Regions from separate parts of the Sus scrofa genome. Here regions 2 and 3 are each linked to region 1. The links are chromatin contacts, called in public Hi-C and promoter capture Hi-C maps. All regions are on one chromosome and are shown on one strand. The core of a region is the stretch at or near the end of the contact, and the rest is flanking DNA. Distances in the headings are between cores, read along the strand shown. Region 1 overlaps RIPOR2 (protein FAM65B). Region 2 holds the start of RIPOR2 (protein FAM65B). Region 3 overlaps RIPOR2 (protein FAM65B).

Region 1 (3,341 bases), core at 481-2,980:
TGACACCACCGAGAAGCCCACAGACACGCCTAGGATGAGGGCCATTCTGTAGAGCAATTGTTTCGAAGACAAGTCAATGGTGGGAAAAAAACCAAGAGGGGTCTGTTTTAGATGCAAGGGAACTTAAAGAGTTACCTGATGCTTTAGATGCAAGCACACTTAAAAGAGTTGCTTAAAAGAATTATGGTGCAGGGACCTTGTTTGCATCCTGACTTGAACAAACCAAGTGTACAACTCATTTTCCAGATGACTGGGCCGTGTGCTCACGGAACGGATTCGTAACAAAGGCACATCCATTTTGTTAGAGGCGGGTGTTATTTTATCAAAGAAAAAAGAAGAAAGTAGATGAAGTAAAAATAGCAAAAGCTTGCTAATTATTAAATCGAGGTGATGGGTTCATGGGAACTCCTTGCAGTATTCTCCCCACGTCTGTGTATGTTTGAGATCCTGTCCCAGTAAATATTTAAGTGTGTAGGCAAGTCTCAGGACGAGAAGGTTCTGGAGCATCACTAAATGGACCCAAGTGGGGAGGGTGAGGAGTTCTGTGGAGATGCGCCTCACTCTCGAAAGCAGGGGGAAGAATACCTTTCATCTTGATGGAGAACTCTCCCAGCTGTTTCTCCAGCTCCGCTTCGATGGCACACATGTTCTAGAAAGAGAGCACAGGAGACTGGCCTTAGGGTTATGCTTCTTTCAAAGCCCATGGTGTTGTCATAGCAGCGGACAGCCACTGCTGGAACAGGAAGCGTTTACCTGTTTGCAATAAGTGGTGCTACAGCCCCACCTATGTAGCATCAAAATGCTTAACCTAAGCCTAAGCAAGACTTCTTGTGCACAGGAAATTTAGAGCATAGAGGACCAAGGTAAATTACACCATAAACAGTCAGATAAATCTGGAATGTGGGAGATCCTAAAAGAACTGGCCTGGATTCTACAAAAAGTCAGTGGTAATGCTCAGGGGGAAAATTCTAGATAAAAGAGATTAAAGTGACATAACAACCAAATGCAATGTATTAACTCTGATTCCGTCCTGATTTGAAAGCAAATAAACTAAAACTGTTGTAAAAGACATCACTGGGCCAAATAAGGGCAGTTTAAAAGGGCACAGGCTCTCAGATAATTCTAGAGGATGACTGGTAATTTTCTTAGTTGAGATAAAGGTATGTGGTTGTGCAGGGGACACACATGTTGCATAGGTTATCATTATGGGGTCTGTGCTAAAATATTTATGGGGTGAAATGTCACGATAGCTACCATTTACTGTATCAAATGACTCAGCAAAAAAATTAAAAAATGAGTGTATACAAGAGAAGGAAAGGAAATACGGCAAAATACGACCCACTGGTAAGTCTAAATAAAGGTATATAATGTTTAGGAGTTCCTTTGTGGTGCTGTGGGTTAAGGATCTGGCATTGTCACTGTAGTGGTTTGGGTCACTGCTGTGGGGTGGGCTCGATCCCTGGCCTGGGAACTTCCACGTGCCACATGGTGAGTGCAACCAAAAAAAAAAAAAAGGGTATATGATGGTTCAATATACTAGTCTCGACTTTTCTATAGGTTAGAGATTTTTTTTTAATAAAATTTGGGGCAAAAAGAGCTCAAGAGCTCAATTCTACTCAAAGTGAGTGAGGCTGCCATGCCGTGACGTCCCCAAATGATTCTCAGGTTTGACAAGCATCCTCTCCTCACTCTAATGTTGAGGGGACTTTAAAGGCACAGGAGTGACACCGTCTACGCCTGTGGTTAGATGTCTAACTGCCCTCGCCCCACTTCCTCAGTGACTGAGGATCTAAACAGAGCAATCCGAGTTAGAAATCAAGAGGAAGGGGAGTTCCCATCGTGGTTCAGTGGTTACAAACCCGACTGGTATCCATGAAGATGTGGGTTTAATCCCTGGCCTTGCTCAGTGGGTTAAGGATCTGGTGTTGCCTTGAGCTGTGCTGTAAGTTGAAGACGCAGCTTGGATCCAGCGTTGCTGTGGCTGTGGTGTAGGCCAGCAACTACAGCTCTGATTTGACCCCTAGCCTGGGAATTTCCATTTGCTGCAGGTGCAGCCCTAAAAAAAAAAAAAAAAAAAAAAAAAAAAAAAAAAAGGAAAGAAATCAAGAGGAAAAGCACTATGGCCGGGGGACTGCCCCCCTCGGGCCCCTTCTGCAGCTTGGCCAGTTTAAGCTTTGATGCAACCTCTTCTGTTCTAAGCAGAATTCCCCTCCCTTTCCCCCAGGGGCAGCATCTGCAGGTTCCTCTCTCCATTACGGGTAGGGGTGGGCAGAGGGTTGGGGCCCCCTCCAACAGAGGCCTGGCCAGCTCAGTCAGCAAGGCAGGGGCTGCTTCTGTTTGGATTTTGTGGTAGGACTTCAGGATTGATTTGCAAGCTAGAGGTTCTGATTCTGAAATGTCAGTACCTCAAAGAGCTTAGCAAAGCTGGGGAAAACTTCCTAAAGTCGAGTTCTGTGCAGCTGGAAAGTTTTGAAAACAAAGGCTTCGTTTTATAAACAAATTTTCTTCCTCAGAGGATTGGGTGTCTCTGGGAAGGAGTGCATTACTGTTTCTAGAAATATCAACGATGTTATCAAGCATGTCAAGACTACTGCAGTGTCTTTGAAAAATTTGGGGGGCAACTAGTTTAGCGGTTGAGGACATCCATGGTCAGAATTTTCTTCTGTCTCACCCAGGCAGCTGTCGATGGATTCTGCTACACTTGCAAAGGCACCTAGAACCATCTGGCCCTAAACCCTCTTTGTGACAAAATTGTGGCTTTCGAGCTCATGTGAAGATATAAAACCACCTAAATGTCAAGTGAGGTCCTGGACTTCCTTCTTCTCCAGGGCAGCCCTTCCTCTTGCTACAATTATACTCTACCTCTTCGAATTTGTGAGCAAATACAACGCCATGACTTGGCATTTGACTGTGGGTAGGTGGCTATTTCTGAAATGACCTGCAAATGTTCTAGGAGAGGCATAGGCTGCTGGTCAGTCCTCTGCTTGTGTACTCTGCACAGACTCTGTCATTGTCTTTTGATTTCAGAGACATGCGGAAATGAGGTCTCATGAACTAGGGCTGCTTCTACACCAGAGATTTTTTTTTTCCTTTCTGTGGCCGCCCCTGGAAGTTCTCAGGCTAGGGGTTGAACTGGAGCTGCAGCTGCTAGCCTACACCGCAACCACAGCAATGTGGATTCACCCATGTGGATTCCGAGCCACGTCTTTGACCTATGTCACAGCTTGTGGCAACACTGGATCCTTAACCCACCAAGCAAGGCCAGGGATCAAACCCGTTATCTTCATAGACACTATGTTGGATTCTTAACCTGCTGAGCCACAAAGGGAACTCCTACAACC
Region 2 (3,341 bases), core at 438-2,937, 180 kb after region 1:
ACTTGCAAGTCTGTGCCCACAATGAACTTGAACGTAGAGAATGTAATACAAAACTAAGTACCCTTTTAAAAATTTTCTTGCCATCGGTATCAGACCTTCTTTCCTCCTCATTAAGCCACGCATTTCCTCAGCTTCTGCTGCATGAGTCACTGCTTCTCAGATGTAAGTAATTTACAACAGCAGATGAGAGGGAACAGTGGGCCAGAGGGGGCGGAAAGCAGAGTTAGGTCTAAAATGAGAGGCAGCTGAAAAGTTCGCTGTTGCCTCTTCTCTTGTGAATTTAAATACGAATCTCGCCAGTTTCCGCCTCACCATCGTGGAGAGACTTGGGGGGGGGGACCGGAAACAGAAGATTTGCCACCATGTTTTATTCTTTCCGGTCAGATGAGCAGAGCTGCAGACCCCTGGCTCATGCCATATGGTTCCCTTTCCTGACTCTTCAAGTTCTATTTTTCTTTAATCAAGTACACACTCATAAATGCCTGGAATAAATGGTCTGTGGAGTCTTATTCTCCCAGGAACATTTTCATTTGTGTTCAGTGTAGAATACCAATTTTCACTCTTCTCTGGGCTCAGGTTGCTATTAAATTTTCATAAGTTGCAGAATTTCATGGCGAAACACGGAGATTCTGCTAGGAGCAATGTGTTAAAAAGAATATGGAGAAAAGTGTAATTATGTGATCCTTGCTGCATTTTCCCTTCAACTCATTTTCAATAAATGGAAGCTAAATGTTATATTCTGGAGAAACAGCACCAGCATGTCTGGTTCTACTTTGAAACTATCCTGGGGAGAAACAGACCTTCAATTACTCAGTAGAGAATGGAAATTGCTAAGCCAAGGCACATTGTGCTCCTTTTAAAGAAAGCCACTAAGGAAAACTTGGCATTATTTTAGAATAAAAGCTTATAAAACACCAGGAGGAAATGACAGCATAGCATCTGATTTATTTCTCTTCTGTCACCAACACACTCAAAAAGGATACAGGGTTCAGTTTATTCTTTGGAAACTGGAATAAAATTGAAAGCCAGTCCCTAGTTGTGGCTATTGGACTGTGTATCTACGGCGCTGATTATTTACCAAGAAATAGGCTTTGTGTTGCATGCTATGTAGCTATGGAATTTTATTTAATTTCCCCCATATTTCTACTAATAAATAGTTATTAGTAATCCCATTTTACAGATAAAGGAGTGAAGACTAAAGAGTAATAACTCTAAATAGCAATTATCTAATAGATACAGTACTTACAGATATTAATTCGGATCACTGTCATGATAATACTGTACCCATTTTGCATATATGGTGAAACTAAGGCACAGAGAAGTTCAATAATTTGCTGGGCTCACAGAGCAGCCACTGGCTAATAGGAGATTTGAATTTAGAGAGCCTGGCTCTATGTTTCATCACAACCTATATTAACTCTTAAAACTAAGTAACTAAAAAATACTGGGAGTTCCCGTCGTGGCGCAGTGGTTAACGAATCCGACTAGGAACCATGAGGTTGCGGGTTCGGTCCCTGCCCTTGCTCAGTGGGTTAATGATCCGGCGTTGCCGTGAGCTGTGGTGTAGGTTGCAGACACAGCTCGGATCCTGCGTTGCTATGGCTCTGGTGTAGGCCGGTGACTACAGCTCCGATTCGACCCCTAGCCTGGGAACTTCCATATGCTGCGGAGCGGCCCAAAGAAATAGCAAAAAGACCAAAAAAAAAAAAAAAAATACTGCAGTGTAACTATGAACTACACTCTACATATTCAGTGCTTCTTAAGTTTGGCAATACCTTTCCATTTCTGCAAAAAGTCCCATGGAGCCTTGGCAAAGGCACTTTCTGAATAATAAAGAAGTGACAAGTATTAGAGAATTATCTTAGATAACATCACACCTAGAAGTCTCACTTCAGAGAAAGTGAAACCGAAGCTCAGAGAGGTTAGGGTACACATCCGAGTTTGCACAGAAGGTTAGTAGATCTGAGCCAAGTCTTAATCCACTCCATCCCCAAACCTCAATACAGTATTCTTTCCACTGCTGCTGAGATCAGATTTCACAGGAGTTTTTAGATCTAGAACACTTTTGGAGGATGGTTTTTTTGGTGGAATAAAGACAGAGAATCTTGAGTTGGATGATGAAGAGAGGCGATGAGCTGAGGAGAGGGCACTGCCTACGTTTTATCTGCCCTCTTCCTGTCAGACAAGGCCCATCACTACCTCTCCCTCCTCCTCTTCCTCTCAAACTGCTTTTCTGCGACATTTCCCATCTCCACCTACTGCTCCCCAGACAGGAGGTGGTTCTCCTTGTGCCCTAGGCCTCCTGCCCACATTCAAGTCAACAGCTGACTAGACGGATACCATGTCCTAGTTATCCCCCAGATCTTTCCTCTAGTTAACCCCATAGTCACCACCCTGGCCCAGATGACCATCAGCTGTCATGGAGCGCCTTGAAAACCTCCTCACTGGTGTCCTCACATGCCACTTTTGCCACCCCCTTCCCAATCCACTTGCTCTTTACAGCTAGCGTAATCTTCTGAAAACACAGGTATGAACATCTACCACCACCACACAAATCCCCTCTATCGTGTACTTATTCTTAGGATAAAATCCACATCCCTTAACCTTATATCCAAGCTACTACTCCCACAACAGTGGAGAAGAGGAGACTGGTAATGGAAATGCTAAACCAATGGAATTGATGATTGACTTATTGGAAGAGAGAAAGAGCCATCACACTGATGACAGCCAGGGTCCAGTTTGAAGCACTCACCACCTGGGCACAAAGGAGAGAAAATGCCCATGCATTGAGTTTAAGATTCAAAAGGTAGAGACCCAGACGATGCCCAGAGAAACAGATACAGGAATAATTATGAGAGTCACTGGGTGTGAGTTGCTTAATTTAGGGACTTGTGTCTGTCCCAGGAGCCCTCTGAATTTACAATCTTTGTGAGGCCTTAGGGAAGAGTCTTGTTTTCTTCTGTGATTAAGGGCCCGGCTATTTTAAGTTTGAAAATAATTTGTTATGCAAATTGCGACTGACCAACATCAATGGAGCAGAGTTGCTTTTATGCGGCATAGCGGGAAAAAGGGCAAGGGTAGCGGGAAAAAGGGCAAGGTCTGTTTCCCCAGCCGACTCCGCCAGCCCAATGGAGCAGTCTCAATTTAGAAGAAAAATGGTAGAGCACTGATCTGTGGAACCTTTGTGGTGGCTTCCTCTAGGAGAAATACTTCCTTATTATATTCAGTTTTTAGTAAATTCACTCTTCTGTGATCTTAAGGCCATTGGGTTTGGACCCTTCCCAGCCTTGTGGAAGAGAATGAGGTGAAAGACTCCATGAGCCGAAGGCAGTTTCTCTTCT
Region 3 (3,341 bases), core at 213-2,712, 170 kb after region 1:
GTACTATATGATTAATCAGGGCTATTGCATGTGGAAGAGAGAGAAGTCGCTCCCATTGGTTGTATTTGGCTAAAAATGCAGTTTTATTAGATATTTATGTAGGTATGCATTTTACCACAGGTAGAAAGGAGAGCTGAGTTTTATTACTTGAGGGCTCACTATTTCAGATTTATGACAATTCACATAAAGATAGGCAAACTTCACCTTTGCTTAGCAGATGAAAAATAAAGGACTGAAGGGTAGATGGAAGAGATTAATCTTTTAAAGCACTTTGGAAGGTCAGGATGTAAACAATGGCAACACTAATTATAAATCCTTCTGGTTTCTCCTGAAAAACAAGAAGCCTCAGAATTTCTAAAGGCATGACTTTTGCTACTCTGTTTTGAATTGCTGTGCATTTTTCCTCTCTTTTTTTCTGTCCATTTTTAAAAGATTAGTGTATACTTCTAAGGAAATCATTTGTATGAATTTAGGAGATACGTTCCTCTGCGATTTCTTTGAATTGGTGACCCTTTGCCGTATCATGGAGACTAGCCGTCTTAAATGCACGACCCTGATAATTTTAAAGAGAACAAGCAGAGGATAATCCTGAGGTGTGGAGCAGCATTTCACTTTGAAAGGAAACCGGCTGGAGATAAGAAGCTGAAGGCCTGGAGGAAATGAATCACGCTCCTGTTCTCCAGTGGGGGCAAAGGCAAGAAGAGGCAGGTGTGCCCCTCTGTCCCATGGCTGCTGAGATGTGGGTCAGAGGCTAGCACCCGGGGACTCCACGAGTCCTGACATAGCAAGGCCAAAAGGAACCATTCAGGCAAATGGCACTTTTTGGATCTGTAAGTCTCCTATAGGCAAGTGTTCAGTTTTTCAAATATTAAGACAATAATAAGAAAAAAAGAGTAAGCCCAGAATATGTATAAATTATATATCAGGAAAATATACAATTATATAAAGTATATTAAATAATAATATAAAATATATTGTAATTGTAATAATATAAAAATATAAAAAATATATACAAATATGTTTTTGCTTTTTAGGGCCACACCTGCGGCATATGGAAGTTCCCAAGCTCGTCTTGAATCAGAGCTATAGCTGCCGGCCTATACCACAGCCACAGCAACGCCAGGTCCAAGCTGCATCTGCGACCTACACCGAAGCTTACAGCAGTGCCAGATCCTTAACCCACTGAGCAAGACCAGTGATCGAACCCACATCCTCATGGATACTAGCTGGGTTGGTTACTACTGAGCCACAACAGAAACTCCTAAATTATATTTTTAAAATAGAAACAAAGTGAATTTTAAAGGCACACTCCAATCTGCTAGACTAAGAACAGAGATATCTGTATGGTTCTGAAGGCTGATAAAATATTTGCATATGTGTGTTGTCTTACTTCATGTTGATGACAATTGTGAGGGGGAGAGTCCATTGGCCTTGGTCTGCCCATGAGCCTAGAAAAGCAGAAGCACATGATGCAGCAGAGTTGAGCACTGGCCCTGGTCTGTGTGGGTTTTGAAGAGGAGAGGGCAACGGTGAAGTACAATCTCATCCCCAAGGTCGGAAAAGGAAAGTCTATGACCTCTGGGGGAGGCTCAGTGGCCATGCTCCAAATACAGATGTTCTGTGTGTGGTTTCTGTTTCTCCTTGCTTGGTGCAGAAGGGAAAGCTTTCATTGTCCCCACTCTGCCAGTAAACAGGTCACCAAGCTCGTGGTGGCCTCGTTACAAGTGGCAGACACTAGGAGTGGAGCCCTTTCTCAGTATGGAGAGAGGCATCTTCCTGTGGGTGTGGGAGTGACCTTGAAATGAGTTTGTGCTGAGGAGGAAAAGGGCCCCGGGATGTGGGTCCCCACATCCTGGTGCGATCTAAGGTCTTGCCTTGCTCTGCTCTAAGCTTCAACTTGGCTCACTGGCAGTACCCTGTGCGGAGACACACCAGTCAGAAGCCACCACCAGGATGGGAACCCACTTACCAAATGGGAAGAGGCAAGTTCCCCTGGTCAAGGGACCACCAGACAGGGCTGGGACCCTTGAGGCAGTGCTGCCCTGAGATGTGGAGAGGAGGCTGAGAGCTCTGCTTTCACTTGCTTTTAGGGAAGATGCAGGGGGTGCTGTCTCATCAAGACCAGCTCCAAGTCTGAGCACAAGAGTGCTGGGTATCCAGGTTTCTTTCTGAATGGTCCTCACCACCCCTTCCGGCACAGGAAAGAATCCGGGGATTGAGGATAGATACTCCATAAAGATTTTAACATTTGGTTAGCATTTTCCTTCTGTGTATTTCACAAACACCTGTACATTCAGCACAGCCCTGGGAGAAACTATCCCAGCAGACCCCAAATATCTCTCTGACTGCTGTCAGCCACTGGCAGACCGGGAACCCACCTTTAGAAGACTCCTGGAGCTGTGTGCATTTCAGCTGGGCCCACATTTTGAGATTTTGGGGAGGCAATGATATGATGGATTTTCTGAACAGACAGTAAAAGAAAGCTAGAAAAACTGCTAGACTGGGAGTCCACTGATTTGAGGCTGAGCCCTGGTGATAACAGTTCTAGAGGTGTTGTACAGAAATGACTTTGAATCTTGGCTCTGTTCTGCCACTTAGTAGCTACGTAGCCTTCAGTAGGTCCTTTAACTTCTCTGAGGCTCAAAGTCTTCACCTGCTAAATGGATATATTGACCAACCTCATTGGATTGGGTTGAGGACTAAGGAAAAGAATGACTCATATAGTGCCTGGCACAAGTTCCATCCCCAGTATACCTTCCTTCTTATTCCTTTTTCTCTGAGCCTCAGTTTCCACACAAGTAAAAAGGGGGATAATAGTACAGATCCCTCTAACTTACACGGTAGTTGGGAGTCCCCAATGAGATAGTATATGGGAAACCACCTCTACCCACAGGAACGTGAGGTGTGAATCATTATTATCAGGTTGGCACATTAGGCTCCTTCATCTGAGGTCTTGCCTTGGCCACCCCAGAGTGAAGAAGCAATGGGGAGGAATGGGTTTGGCTTGATGCAGGAAGAGATAAGGCAAGGCCCTAAAAGCTGGACTGTGTTCATTAATAAATGTGACCAGTTATTAATACAACTGGAGGTAGCAGAGTCCTGAAAGTGCTTACCCTCGAAGAGGCAATGAGGGAAGGGGGGTTTAAGAACAAACTTCTGATCCAGGAAAAAAGAATGTATATGGACTGTACAGAGAGGGAGAGCAGTCTGACCGACGTTTCCCCGATGATCAGAGGCAAGACCCAGAAATAAAGCCCATGCCCTTGGCGGGGACACACATTCCCCGTCCCCTCCCCATCACCTTCTGAGATGATACAGAAATGGAGACTTTTCATTAGAGT

What was found. Promoter capture Hi-C pulls out the DNA fragments that hold promoters and counts their contacts. A called contact is a pair of places that touch in the nucleus more often than the background predicts.
Region 2: a contact with region 1 is called in a promoter capture Hi-C map of fetal liver, with 3 times the contacts expected there. The contact joins the promoter of RIPOR2 here to the enhancer-like site in region 1. A contact is called at or near these places in 4 of 5 promoter capture datasets (fetal liver, fetal skeletal muscle, liver and 1 more), 7 of 47 Hi-C or Micro-C datasets (adipocytes, blood, embryonic fibroblasts and 3 more) and 1 of 2 datasets of contacts at active chromatin or transcription factors (skeletal muscle).
Region 3: a Hi-C map of blood shows a contact between it and region 1, with 2.1 times the contacts expected there. The contact joins two enhancer-like sites. A contact is called at or near these places in 4 of 5 promoter capture datasets (fetal liver, fetal skeletal muscle, liver and 1 more), 14 of 47 Hi-C or Micro-C datasets (alveolar macrophages, blood, embryonic fibroblasts and 6 more) and 1 of 2 datasets of contacts at active chromatin or transcription factors (skeletal muscle).

The regions. Positions count from the first base shown.
Region 1 is chr7:19,655,666-19,659,006 of Sscrofa11.1, forward strand. RIPOR2 (protein FAM65B) reads right to left here. Exons shown (of 22, transcript XR_002345593.1): 8 at 586-649. Among named protein-coding and RNA genes, the nearest start is that of C7H6orf229, 54 kb to the left of the region's middle. Within about 2 kb of position 1,731, at least 4 of the 83 cell types and tissues checked have an H3K27ac peak or open chromatin away from gene starts, as enhancers often do.
Region 2 is chr7:19,840,658-19,843,998 of Sscrofa11.1, forward strand. It overlaps RIPOR2 (protein FAM65B), which reads right to left and starts at 1,688. Exons shown (of 22, transcript XR_002345593.1): 1 at 1-1,688. All of the region lies in intron 1 of LOC100515492 (a long non-coding RNA gene), which reads left to right.
Region 3 is chr7:19,824,574-19,827,914 of Sscrofa11.1, forward strand. The region is part of intron 1 of RIPOR2 (protein FAM65B); the gene reads right to left. Among named protein-coding and RNA genes, the nearest start is that of RIPOR2, 16 kb to the right of the region's middle. Within about 2 kb of position 1,463, at least 12 of the 83 cell types and tissues checked have an H3K27ac peak or open chromatin away from gene starts, as enhancers often do.